Linked DNA regions of Triticum aestivum: region 1 is linked to region 2. The links are chromatin contacts, called in public Hi-C maps. All regions are on one chromosome and are shown on one strand. Each heading gives the region's core, a stretch centred on a gene start, on an enhancer-like site or on the middle of the called end of the contact. The rest is flanking DNA. Distances are from core to core; before and after follow the strand shown. Region 1 holds the start of LOC123180137. Region 2 holds the start of LOC123180134 (protein SENSITIVITY TO RED LIGHT REDUCED 1).

Region 1 (6,792 bases), core at 804-3,303, 210 kb after region 2:
CCCCCGCGCAAGCGATCGAGGGTCCCCAGCCCTAGCCGCTGGTCCTCCCTGCCTTCCCCTCCGTCACCGTCGGTGGTCGGTGCTGGGCAAAACTCATGTGTACGATGGCGGCGGAGGACGTACTGCCTCCCCTCTCGGGTTCTTGGGTGGCGCAGGACGCCCCATCTCGAGGGTGTGATCCCGATCTCGATCGTGGCAACGCCGATCTGGACCAAGGCGTCTTGATGGACAATGACGGCTTGGCGGCTAGCCGGCATCCCAGCGATGGCCTTGGCGGCAGGGCTGTCGCAGCCCTTCCCAATCAAGGGCAAAAGGGCCTTGGATCAGGGGCGGCGGCCCCCTGGGATGGCCTCCCTATCCGATGGCACGGCGGGGTGGGTGGGCTGTCGGAGATCAGACTGGGTGGTTGGCGATTCACCGACGGGTTGGTGCCGCGGCTTGTTGCCCCGGCGGCCAACGGCGCCGAGCTGCTCCTTTCTCCAACCCATGTTGCGTGCACTCCGTCTTATCGGACATGGTCGTGCTGCTAGCCGGTTACTGGGTTGGGACGAAGCGAGAGGTGGGGATCCGAATTGGGATAATTCCTAGGTCGACTCCTGCCGGCCACGACTGTGATGACACCCGAGGGTGCCATTTTTCTTCCTGGAGACGTCGTTCAGGCCCGCCCCACATTTTCCCACCTCACGGTCTCTCGGGTGAAAACCCTAGGGCGGCGACGACGCTCTTGGCGTCGTGTCCTTCTTGAAGGCGTCGCCATGAGAGCTATGTGGCGGTGGGCACCACTTGGGTACGTCGGCAGTTGCAGATGGCGTGCCCCTCTTCCTCCAGGTGGTAGTTGTTCGGGGAAAACCTTAGATCTGGATCTCCCGGATCGGATGATGACGGGACTTTGGTGTTGTTCTCCCTCCTGGGGGCATCGTCTTGGAGCTTCACTGGAGAGGCAAACAGGTGGAGCGGTGTTACATCGACCGCATTGAAGACGGTGGGTCTCGGCGGCGTGGAGCAATGGAGTCTCGGTGTTGGACGCGGTTTAATCGACGCGCTGTGGCTGGTGGCGCTATTTGTTGTCGTGGTGACGTCGACGGCAGATGGGGCTGGCATGATCTTTGCAATGATTTCTCCTGAAGACGGAATGCCGAAAGATGGCGGTGGCGAATCCTAGAGCGTGTGCAGGCGGTGCACGTTATGGGACGCCTAGACTGGAGTGTCTTAAGGCCACTGGATTAGATTGTGTGTGTTATGCGGACAGGGCACATCTGTATACTTATAGGTGTAGCGACTTTGTTCGCCTAGAAGGTGGCTTCGGATTGATCCTTGTATTCATTTTGTCAGGCTCTGGTGTATAATTAATAAAGATGGTTGTGTGCATCACGTGGATGCAGAGACCAGGGATAATCCTATTTTTCAAAATAAAAAATCCTATATAGAACACATGATTTTTAGCTGCATAATAATCTAATGCAATTTATAGCATGTATTTTCAGATTTAGTAATTTAAATATAAATGTCAAATATAACCATGTCTTATTAAAAAACTACTAATTTTCATAGCAACGTGCAGAATATCATCCAGTCTCTCGTAATTTCCATACCGAACATTCATCCGTACCCCGATCATCACAAATAGATAATCCTTCCATTCAAAAAATGAGATGTCTTGAATATTTTAATATAGACTATATACGGACTCAAATGAGTGAACAAACACACTAAAACAAACACACTAAAACGTGTGATTCAAAAAAAGTTAAAACATCTTGTACTTATTATGGACGAAGTGAGTAGCTTGGATGCAGAAAAATCCACGGGATATCAATGAAGCGAAGCGGGAGCGAAGAGAGTGAAGTTAACCTCGCTCACTCCGCAATCCCAGTTAGTTCCCGCGCAAAACCAGACCCCTTCTCGCCAGTCCCCAGCCGGCCCCACCGGCCAGAGCAGCCCGGGCCCACCCCAGCACCCCTCTCTTTCCCCTCGCTCTCCTCCTCCTTCCTCCCACCTCGCTCGCCTCGTCTCTTCTCCCCCTTCCCCTTCCTTCCACCCCACCCCCGCCTCCCCACCCCCCACCCCACCCGGACCGGACACTTTTGCGCCCGGCCCCCTCGCCTCCTCCGTAATCCCGCCCCGCCCGCGCATCCGACGGCCCCCGCGGCCGCCACGTCTCCGTCGTCTTCCTCGCCCCACCCACTATTTATCCGCCTCCCGTCCCGTCCCGTCCCCTCCGCCCCCATCCCCACAACCCCGCATCGCCGCGCTAGGGTTAGGGTTTCGCGCCCCCAGCTCCGCGCCGCCCCTGCTTTCCTCCGGTGAGATTCCTCCCCTTTCCGTTTGATTCGCGGGCGCGGCTCCGCTCCCGGTGGGGTGGGGCGGGGTGGATTGGTTGGATTCGGGGGCTAGGGTTTTGGCCGGCGCGCGTCTTTTTGCTGAGGGTTGGTTTGGTTGGCGCAGGTGGTGGTGTGACGCGATGGCGATCGTCAGGACCGGCGGCGCCAGGGTCCAGCGGCTGGAGTCCGGCGGGGAGGACGGCTCCACGGAGGACGAGGAGGAGCGGTCGCCCGCCACGGCCTCGGAGGGGTCCGAGGCGGAGGGGTTCTCGGCCCAGGAGGAGAATGGCGGCGGCCATGAGGAGCAGGAGGCAGAGGAGGCAGAGGAGGAGGAGGACGACTCCGGGATGGGGTCTGACGAGCTGGAGATCACGCAGCTCGGGGAGGCGGGCGCGGAGATGTGCCAGGTCGGGGACCAGAGCGTGGCCCTGCCCCTGGAGCTCTACGACCTCCCCGGCCTCGGCGGCGTGATCTCACTGGACGCCTGGAACGGCCTGCTCTCCGAGGACGACCGGCTCCGCCTCGCCGCCTTCCTGCCCGACCTGGACCAGGAGACATTCGCCCGCACGCTCGTCGAGCTCCTCAGGGGGGACAACTTCCACTTCGGGAGCCCCCTGGCCGCCCTGTTCGACCGCCTCAAGGGCGGTCTCTGCGACCCCAGGATCGTCCTGTACCGCCGCGGCAGCCGCTTTGCGGAGCGGCGCAAGCACTACTACCATCTGCAGAGGTACCACAATTCGATGGTGCTGGGCCTGTGGGACACCAAGGACTGCTGGAAGAGCTGCAACGGGTACAGCCTTGGTGAGAGGCTCAGAGCTATGGATGCAATGAAGGCACAGCGGAAGCAGAAGGAACTGGGTTTGGTTGCCCGGGCTGGCTCAGAGACTGACTCAGAGAGCAGGGAGTCTGCGGAGCAGTTCTTGACACGGTCGAAGCCAGATAAGATGGGTCTCAACAAGGCTGGGAAGTTAGGGAAGGAAAGGTCCAAGGGCGTTCTGCGGTTGGGTGTGTCAAAAGGCGTGGGTGAGGAGTACATTGGAGGGTCTGGTCGTGATGCTGCAGCGGCTCTCTCTAAGCTTTCTCGTCAAGATAATGCTTATGCGTATGATGCCGGAGTCGCGCATAGAGGGAAGCTGCGCAGAAGCATAGATGGCCTTCATTCTGAGGACCTGGGATATGACAGGGATTTGCCCAGGATCCGGTCTCAGAGACCACTGATGAAGCCAGTGAAGAAGGAATTGGGCACGGGCTATGATATCAATCCTTATGGAAACAACTACCATGATAGCCAGACTGGTTCTTCTTACTACCATGGCAGGAATGCCATTGGTAGTCAGGGAGTTACCTTAGCAGCATCATTTGACCCTCCGTATTCTGAGAATGCAAGGAGTGCAAAATACTCGGAGAGAGATCGGATATACGGTGGAAAAGCTGCCCAGAATAAAGCTCCCAAAGTGGAAGCGAGGGATTGGCCAGCTGGTAGCCATGCTGATCTCTTAAGTGACTGGCAGAGAGGGCAGCCTGAAGGCGATTACAGGAGCAGGAAGCCTCAAGTTGGTCATGGTGTGAAGGTTAAGTCCTACAAAAGTATTGAGCAGCAGATAAATGGTGCACATTCTGGATCTGATGCTAGAGGCAGGATATCACAGGTTAAGATTAATGTTAAATCCAATAGTCAGCATGGTAGGATTGGCCAGAAGGACTCCAGGAGCAAAGCTGCCCATGTTCAGAGTGAGGAGACAGAATCTGATTCATCAGAACGGTTTGAAGATGGGGCAGATATGAATCTTGTTGAAGAACAGCCAAACCTTCAATATTCTGAACTTCATATACCAGCATATGGTGCCAAAAAGTCAAACAAACTTAGCAAATCAGTCAAAACAAATTATCCTGCCCCTACTGCAGATTTCGAACCCTACCAGACTCAGAGCAAGCGGTCACACAGAGGAAAGGTTGCAGAGCCTGATTATTTACGCGACGTGCATGTGGAGGTGGCGGAACAGATTAGTGAAGTGATGAGACCCCCAGCAGCAAGGAGTGAAAGAAAGCGCAAGGGAATTGCAAACCTGGACATGCATGGTTATGACAACTCTGAATTGCATGATAGCAACGAGAAAGCCAATGAATCACTGAGGTCACCAGAGAGTGATAGGCTGGCCAGTAGAGCAGGCTATGCAGTCCAAGATTCTAATGGCGACTTTGATGTTTCTGAAAGAGCGAACATGCCGCTGGCAAGTTGCAGCTCTGGCTCCAAAAGGCAAAAAGGAAGAGTTGAACTTACAAGCCTGGATGAGCATGGCGAGTATGCGCCATCTGGTCCAAAGGTGGTAGAAATCAGTGGCAGCTCGAAGAAGAAAAGTAAAAAGAAGCCAGATACTGTTACAGATGCAATTACTGTAGCAGAACCAGCTCCTGTCGTGCCAGAGGTTATTGTGGTGCCAGTAGAACCTGAGAAACCTAAGAAGAAGTATGTACCAATTACACCAACCATCCATACTGGCTTTTCTTTCTCCATCGTGCATCTTCTAACCGCTGTTAAGAAGGCTATGGTTGCTCCGGCTGAGGATACTCCAGTGGCAGCTACGGTCACTCCTGCTGAGGTTACTCCAGTGGCAGCTATGGTCACTCCTACTGAGGTTACTCCAGTGGCAGCGAAGCAGACTGATGGGGAGGAGAACAGAAAATGGTTCAATAGTGAGGAACCTGGCAAAACGCCTCAAGAGCCAAGTGCAGCAGAGCAAGCACAACCGGGCAATGAAGTTGGAGATACTAGTGCTGCTGAGCAGACCGCACAGAGCAATTCGCCGGCACTAACTGTTCAAGATCTTGTTAACCGGATTAAAACTAATCCTGGAGATCCCAACATACTTGAAACACAGGAGCCCCTGCAGGATTTAGTTCGAGGAGTGCTCAAGGTACTGTCATCTAGAACAGCTCCTCTAGGTGCAAAGGGCTGGAGAGCGCTAGTTGCCTATGACAAGTCGAACAAAAGCTGGTTCTGGGTTGGTCCACTGCCTTCTGCTACCTCATATAGTGATCCTAATGAAGAAACTTCTGCTGAGGCATGGGGTATACCACACAAGATGCTTGTGAAGTTGGTCGATGCATTTGCTAATTGGCTGAAAAGTGGTCAGGAAACCCTTAAGCAAATAGGATCCCTTCCACCACCTCCAGCACCAAATCCTGCAAACTTGGATTTGAAGGAAAGATTTAAGGACCTTAGGGCCCAGAAAAGTCTGAACACAATAAGCCCAAGCTCTGACGAAGCAAGGGCATATTTCCAGCGTGAGGAGTTTTTGAGATACTCAATTCCTGATAGAGCATTTTGCTATACTGCTGCTGATGGGGAGAAATCTATTGTTGCTCCTTTGCGAAGGGGAGGTGGAAAGCCCACATCAAAAGCTAGGGGACATCCCATGCTCTTGCCTGATCGCCCTCCGCATGTCACTATTCTCTGTCTTGTAAGAGATGCTGCTTCTAGGTTGCCTGGAAGAACTGGAACAAGAGCTGATGTTTGCACACTTCTCAAAGATTCACAGTACCTAAATCATGCAGAATCCAATAAAGAGGCTGCTGTTAATCAAGTTGTCAGTGGCGCTCTTGATCGCTTGCATTATGAGCGTGATCCTTGTGTGCTGTATGATAATGACAAAAAATTGTGGACCTATCTGCACAGGGGTAGAGAGGAGGAAGATTTTGAGGATGATGGCACATCATCTACGAAAAAGTGGAAGAGACCAAGGAAAGATTCAGATCCCGCAGACCCTGGTGCAGGAAACGATGATCCTGAGGATGATGGCACCCCTAACGCAAAAAAACAAAAGAAAGCTGATGCAGACCCTACAGCGTCAGGAGAAGACAAGGATGGCGTTCAGGATCCATCTAACAGCGGGCTGGAAGGTGACCTTGAGCTTGATGTTGTTCCATCATCAACAAATGACAAAGAAACCAGCAAGCTTGTTCCTACTGATGCAAGGCCAGATATTGGTAGCTTGAGACCTTCAGTAGATGCAGCAGCAAGGGGGACAGCTGATGCAAGGCCAGATATTGGTAGCTTGAGACCTTCAGTAGATGCAGCAGCAAGGGGGACAGCTGATGCAAGGCCAGATATTGGTAGCTCCAGACCTTCAGTAGATGCAGCAGCAGCAAGGGGGACAGCTGATGGGAATTCATCAAGAGCCCCAGAAAAGAAGCACAATATGGCACTCCCCGTGCAATTCACCAGCAGGGAGTTTAATAAAGGTGCAGACAGAGAGGGGTCAAAAGAATTCATGGATGCAACCCCGTCATGAATAATGCTTAGCAGGACATATATTGGAGCACCAGATTAGGTAATTGCTGCAGAAACTTAAAGTTTTCTGAATTTATTCTACTTTTACCAGGCATTCTTTTCATTGTTATAGTGTTACTTCATCCTTCTCTTTATCCTATAGTAACATATAAACTGGAAACTGCTAGGTGGTCATCTGTT
Region 2 (6,709 bases), core at 2,265-4,764:
CCCCCTTCGGTCCCCTCCAATCCACGCGTCTTCCAAGCCTCGAGGGCACCCGTAGGGAACGAGACGGGCAAGACGCACCGAGACAGACCGTCGTCCCGCCGCCACCGAGAGGAGTAACCCCGCCGCCGGATCTTCATCGCCCTGCGACCGCCAGATCGTCGGCGTCCTCCTCCGCTGGATCTTCCCGAGTGAATCCTTCCCTGTTCTCCACTTCTCCATCCCCTCCCCTGCAAACCCTAGGGCCATGGCCAGGGACACGGCTTCTTCCTCCTCGCATGGAGTTAAGAACTTTCCAGCTCATGGTCTACTGTTCTTGTCCATCTCCGTTTTGAAGGCCCGTTGGCTACTAGATGCTGCAATTCTTCAGTTTGGAGCAGATTTAGATGATAGAACTGCTTTACTAAATTTTTTAATGGTTGCCAATGCTTCGTTAGCACATTGGTTGAAAGAACAAAATTGTGAATGATGGTGTTGGATGAGAGATGATCTGATTGTTTATTTTTCTGCTCTTCTGAACCAAACAGTGCCATGGGACTTGCCATTTGTAATGATGTTAGGCTTAAGGTCTCTCAAACTTCTTTGGTTGACTGAAATAGTTCAGAAGGCAGTGTTCTGTAGGTTGAATATTATGTGCATTTTCATTGCAGAAGTTAGCCTCACAGTGGACCTTATACAAGTTAGCGTTAATGGTACAGTAGTTGTACTAGCTTTTGATCACCTGGATAAGTCAAGGAGAGGTGGGCATTTGAATATGTGCCAACTATTCTGTTTCATGTCTCTTTTTTTTAATGGCAAAACTAACTTTCTTTACTTGCTATAGCTCATAATCCCTGCCAACCAAACAAGTTTTTCATATAAACAGGATTTGTGGCTGGAGGGGTTTGGGATTTTCAAGAGGTTTCGAGGGGATTGGGTGGAAGGAAGGGATTCACCAAATCCTCTGAAATCCCCCCCCTCCCCAAACCTCCCCAATCCACTTCTACCAAACAAAGCCTAAGGGATTTCTTTTCCTTAGGTGAGGGGAAAACCAATCAGCCTCCACCTTTTCCGGCTTCCCGGATGTATACGATAGCAGTATAGCGCTATGTTCCTCCTTGCATTTTTTGGCAAGTGGTTTGTAATTAACCTTCATGGTTCCCTTAATGAAACCGGTGAGCACAACACAAAAATGTCCTACAGAAGAATATTCAAGGCACTGCCGTACAGGTAACGTTCTGAGGGTATATAGAGCATGCAAGTTATAGTGGAGCACCGATGAAAAAAAGTCAGTTAACCTCAGAGACACCCAAGCATCCTGAAAATGATAGATGCAACGCCACATTGATAGTTTACTTGTCAATTCATCAGTTCGCTGCCAGCGATCGGGGAATCATTCGGTGTCTGAATTCCTACAAGTGAGACAAGGATAAGACAATGGATGTGGTTTCATTCTTCTTCATCGGAAATACCGATGAAGTAAACACCAGATTTTGCTAAGATATGAACTTTGAACTTTTGAATGCATCGTCCTTGCAATGTGCGCGATGATCTCCAACTAGGATCTGGAGGGCTGAAGATGGTGGTCTGTGAGGGTTTTGACCAATGGAAGGGGCGGGATCCCGTTATGTAAAGATCACAGCTAATTTTCAGTCACATGTATAGAATGAGCTCAGGAGAGATTAGTTAAATTAGTTGAGAATTCAGAATATTATGATGCTATATATGGCTCATGGAAATAGAAAGATAAATAGATCCTGGGGGTTCCTACGGATTTCTTTTGGTTATGTGAGTGGCAAACCAATCTGCCTTTACCTTTCTGAATGTTATAGGACAGCAGGCTGCTCAGTGTTCACCTTAGATCATGTGTGATATTTCTCCTTGCATTCTGAGCAAGTGGTTCGTACTGAACCTTAATGGTTCCCTTTTAATGAAATCTGCAAGCTACAACAGATAAAAAAATGTCCTACAGAAGAAGCAGCCTTACAGGTTATGTTCTAGGACAGAGTACCCATTTCCCATATCAATCAACCAATAAACCTCGCAGGACACTGGAAATTGGGTCACAGCCAGTAATGTGGGGACTCAATGTCTAAATTCAGAAATACAAATCCGCGCAGCTTTCGTTCTTGTTCAATGCAAATGAAGATAAAGTAAACTCCAAATTTCGTTAAGATGCCAACTCTGAATCTTGGAATGCATCTCTAATCAAGTAATACGATCATAGAATTATAGTGTTAAATGCCAACTCTGAATCTATGAATTTGTCTCCAATCAAGTGCTCCCTCCATCCCAAATTAGTTGTCTTAGATTTGTCTAAATAAATCTAGGACAACTCCTGTGGGACGGAGGTAATAGTATATAATCAAAGAATTACTGTGATGAATTTCATTAAGATGCCAACTCTGAATCTTTGAATATATCTCCAATCAAGTAATACAATCATAGAATTACAGTGATAAATTATGCTCAGATGCTAACTCCGAATTTGTGAATTCATCTCTAATCAAATACTATAGTATACAATCACAGAATTGCAGTAACAAATTGTGTGAAGATGCCAACCCTGAATCTCTAAATGCATCTCGAAGCAAGTAAAACATTGGGTTACAGTGATAATTTCTCAAAGGACAAAGCTTGGGAACTTATCTCCGTCCTCTGGTCGACGTCCTCGTCCACCTCGAAGAAATGCCAGCTCGTCTCGTTGAACGCACGGGCGAACCAGTCCTCGTCGTCCACATCCCCGGCCTCGTCGATCCGCTGCTCCCACGCGAACCGCCCTGCCTTGAGGACAAGATTGGCCTTGGCGGCGGGCCCCGAGCGGTTCTCTTCCGCCTGCAGAGCGTACCGCCGGAAGCTGTTGCCGAGCACGCAGACGCGGCGGAGCTGAGCGCGGGGCTCCCAGTTGGCCGCGAGCAGCGCGTCGTAGAGCGACGCCTCGCAGTGGGGCATGTACAAGAGGGTGGGCTCCTCCACGCGGCGGCCGCACCCGTCGTCGAGGCTCGGGACGGCGAAGCCGAGGGCGACGGCGACGGCGCACTCAACAGAGGAGAGGACGGGGTCGAAGAGGTCGGCCGTGGCGGAGGCGCCCGCGAGGAGGTCGCGGCGGAGGAGGGCCGCGAGCGCGAGCTGGAGGCGCGCGGCCGGGGAGGACTCGAAGCTGCCGACGCCGAGGAGGGAGAGGCGGGCGGGGCCGAGCGAGGCGAGACGGCAGCAGAGCGGGGAGTCGGGGAGGAGGAGGCGGCGATAGAGGCGGGATGCCTCGACACGGGAGATCGCGGCGCGGGCGCGGTCGAGGAGGCGGGAGACGCGGGCCGGATCGAGGGAAGGGTCGGAGGGCGCCCAGGGGATCGGGGTCAACGGGAGTGGCGGCGGGGCGTCGAGGTGGGAGGTGGTGACCGTGGCGTCTCCCCTGCGGCGGCCGCCACGCCGGCGGACGACGGTCCAGTCGGCGCCAGTGGCGACAGCGACCGCGGCGGCGGCGGCCATGGGTTGGGGGCTTGGGGGTTCGGGGTTGAGAAGAAGATGGTGGATGGAGGCCGTCTAATGGCAAGACTGGACGGTCCAGATATTCAAATACGAGACGGGCCGATTAGTTTTTTTTTTTAAGAGACGGGCCGATTATTAGTGCTACTACAACATTCCTGTGGTTTTTTTTAGAAAACATTCGGTGATGGTTACCAGGACAGTAGAGGATAATTGGTTTGATGCCAATATTTGCCATTGTCAATATTTGGTGAGCCAACAATTGGCAATATCAAAAGTTGCCAAAAACTGGCATCTCTTAGATGGTTGGCAAGTAAATAACCAATATTTGGCATTTGCCAATTTCTGGCATCAAACCAATCAAGCTTCCCCAGCCCATCAGGGTTCAAATCTTAGAACCCGCGTTTGAGTCCCGGAGGTGACGCGTAGTGCTTAAAGATTTTCTTTTATAAAAATCTATATCTATCTATATCTATACCTACTATTAAAGGGAATAGGTATTCTTGGTTTGGTTTAGTCCTTTTCTTCATTTGGTTTGAGTGCACGCAAAAGTTTCGTACTTCTATACCTACTATTAAAGGGAATAGGTATTCTTGGTTTGGTTTAGTCCTTTTCTTCGTTTAGTTTGAGTGCACGCTAAAGTTCGTACTGTTGGCTCGTATACATGCTAAGCGATCTGGGCCAGGTACTTGTATGTTGATGGGTTTTTTATGGGCTTTCATGGAGACCGCGAAAAATAATTGGGTCAAAATAAATTAGCATTGTGGGAATTGGACACAGGACCTTCTGTCTGGCTTTTCGATGTAACAACCAATGACCTATGCGCCTTTCACATTTACTAATCTCAACTCACTCTAAATATACAAGTGGCAGTCATCATGTTTAGGGCGAGCTAATTAAACGAATGAGCTAATTAAAGGTAGGATTGTGGGCTTAAATAAAATATTTAAACGGATGTGCCTAATTAAAAAAGGATTACGGGTAAACCGGTGGAATAACTAAAAGAAAGATTGTGGTTTTAATAAATTCTACATGAAGGATTTGAGGTAAAAAGAAAGGATATGTAGGCTTCAATGTGTTGGCGCTACTAAATTAGAAAAAGGAAGGATTTTATTCCCGACAAAAACGGGTGAGGACTTTATGGTAATTAAAGGAAGGATTATACTTAAATGACATTAAAAAATTATACTTAAATGGAATCAGTGAGAGATTATGCACCGCAAATAAAATATAAACACGACTAAATTGCATCGTATCTTTTTATGTTCGTTTTGTAGAAGGGTGATGCGTTGCAGCATGTTCTTTATAGTGAATCAGGTGCTGTGAGAAAATTATGCTTGCACAAAAAAAATCATTTTTTTCCGTTGCAACGCACGGGCATATGTGCTAGTATACCTTCAAAGGCTAGTCCTGGATGGTCTTTGTTTTTTTACATTGGTGCTTGTATTATTTCTGAATTTATTTCAAGCTTCCGACGATGTTCGTTTAGTGGAAGAGATGCTCATGTCGACTACGAGGCGCCTGTGATGACTTCATAAAATCTGAAGATGTTATGTCCGCTTAGTCTATCGAAAGTACTCATAGGGATAGTATGTGTGTGCGTGCGTTCATAGGGATGAGTGTATGCTCGTATGTACGAGCGACTTCGATTGTACTGTTCATAGATGACCGATCTCAAACGTACATGAAGAACTTCGTGCCCCGAGTCGCGTTCGGTGGTTCCTCGTGACGCTCTTGTTGGTGGCGGCAGTTGGCACTTGGCTCACTGCTGCTAGAAGGAGGCGCGCTAGGATCCTCGGAAATAAGCTCGATGTCTCCCCTGGTATGCAAGAATCCCTTTCGCTCGCTTTCGCCGACGACAGTCACCATGGTGGTGGTCAAGTTGATAGGGGCTGGTATGAAGGCGGTTCTTGCGACTGGTTCTAGAGGAAATCATCCATGGTGCTTGAGCTTTGGCGCTCTAGGCGGTCAGCCGACTTGCAGCGTCGCCGCGCCACCGAATCCTCTGGCTGAAGGCTGGCCAAACCTCCTCCTCCTAGCCTTGAAGCTACTCCCTCAGTTCTAAAATAGATGACCTAATTTTATACTAACTTTAGTACAAAGTTAGTATAAAGCTGGGTCATCTATTTTGAAACAGAGGGAGTACATGGGAGGCAGTGCTACTCTAACTCGATGTTTATGGCTTGCTGCAGTGAAGAACTCGTCGGACCAAGTGGTGATGTCCCCAGCGTCGGCGAGTTTGGAGTCGATCGGGAGTGGCTTGGACCTGATTGTGTTCCTCTTCAGATCTTTGGGGTCCTTTCCGCATATTTCAGGGGTTGCTTTGAAATTTTTAGTTTGTTGTGTATCTTATTGCTCTGGCTTCAAATAAAGTTTGGGGTCCTTTTGGACTCTGCCATTGTTCCAAAAAAAAATGAAGAGCATTGCCCGTTCTTCTTCTTAACCAATTTGACCCAGTCTTCTTGTCCGTTCTTCTTGCGCTCCATCAAGTGGGCACAGTGGCCCATGACAAATGATTCAGGCATTATTCGTGCTCTGTTCTACCCCCAAACCCCCTCCATTTTCAAGATGGAGTAGAAAAAAACTGACGAATCGACTGAAAACAAGACCAGCAAAGAGCAGTATGCTTTAGGGTTGAACCGACCTGGATTGAAGAACTCGCAAGGCCTCACAATAAATCAGTAAAAAGACCCAACCCTCCCCCCTCCCTCTCTCAAGAATGATTTGAACTAGGAGCGTGACCCAGACCTCTCTCTCTTCTCACTCTTCCTCTCGCAAGAAAGAAAGAGAGATTTGAAGTGGGAGTGTGCTGTGGGAACGCCTCGGCCCACTCCACGAATGCGAAGGCTAAATCGGTGAAGGGTGTTAGGCCAACTCCAGCGCACGACCCCGAACGGACGTCCGTTTGGCCCGGATTCTGTCCGTTTGGGGCAGGCAATCGGGTCATGTCCGGGCCATTTCTGGGATGCGGTGGCCGTGCGTCCAATGCGCGGACGCATCCTTTGGCTGTATCATGTCCGCCACCTTTTTTCAAACGCAAATATTCGAATAACCACGACTCGTAGTTCATGCCAGCGGCCCTAGTTCACGCTGGCAACACAACCAGCCTACACGACCTCGCCGGCAATACAGCCAGCGGTCGGCAACACACCCAGCCTTCAAAATGAATAGTTTTGTCGCCGGCAACACAACCAGCGGCCGGCAACACAGCCAACCTCCAAAATGAGTAGGTTTGTCGCCGGCACAC

Evidence for each region. A called contact is a pair of places that touch in the nucleus more often than the background predicts.
Region 1: a contact with region 2 is called in a Hi-C map of leaf, with 2.4 times the contacts expected there. The contact joins the promoter of LOC123180137 here to the promoter of LOC123180134 in region 2. A contact is called at or near these places in 2 of 5 Hi-C or Micro-C datasets (both in leaf).

What each region holds. Positions count from the first base shown.
Region 1 is chr1D:39,347,951-39,354,742 of IWGSC CS RefSeq v2.1, forward strand. LOC123180137 reads left to right here and starts at 2,054. Exons shown (of 3, transcript XM_044592105.1): 1 at 2,054-2,303; 2 at 2,446-6,652. The coding sequence starts at 2,462. The coding sequence ends at 6,613.
Region 2 is chr1D:39,139,117-39,145,825 of IWGSC CS RefSeq v2.1, forward strand. LOC123180134 (protein SENSITIVITY TO RED LIGHT REDUCED 1) reads right to left here and starts at 3,515. Exons shown (of 1, transcript XM_044592102.1): 1 at 1-3,515. The coding sequence starts at 3,465. The coding sequence ends at 2,584.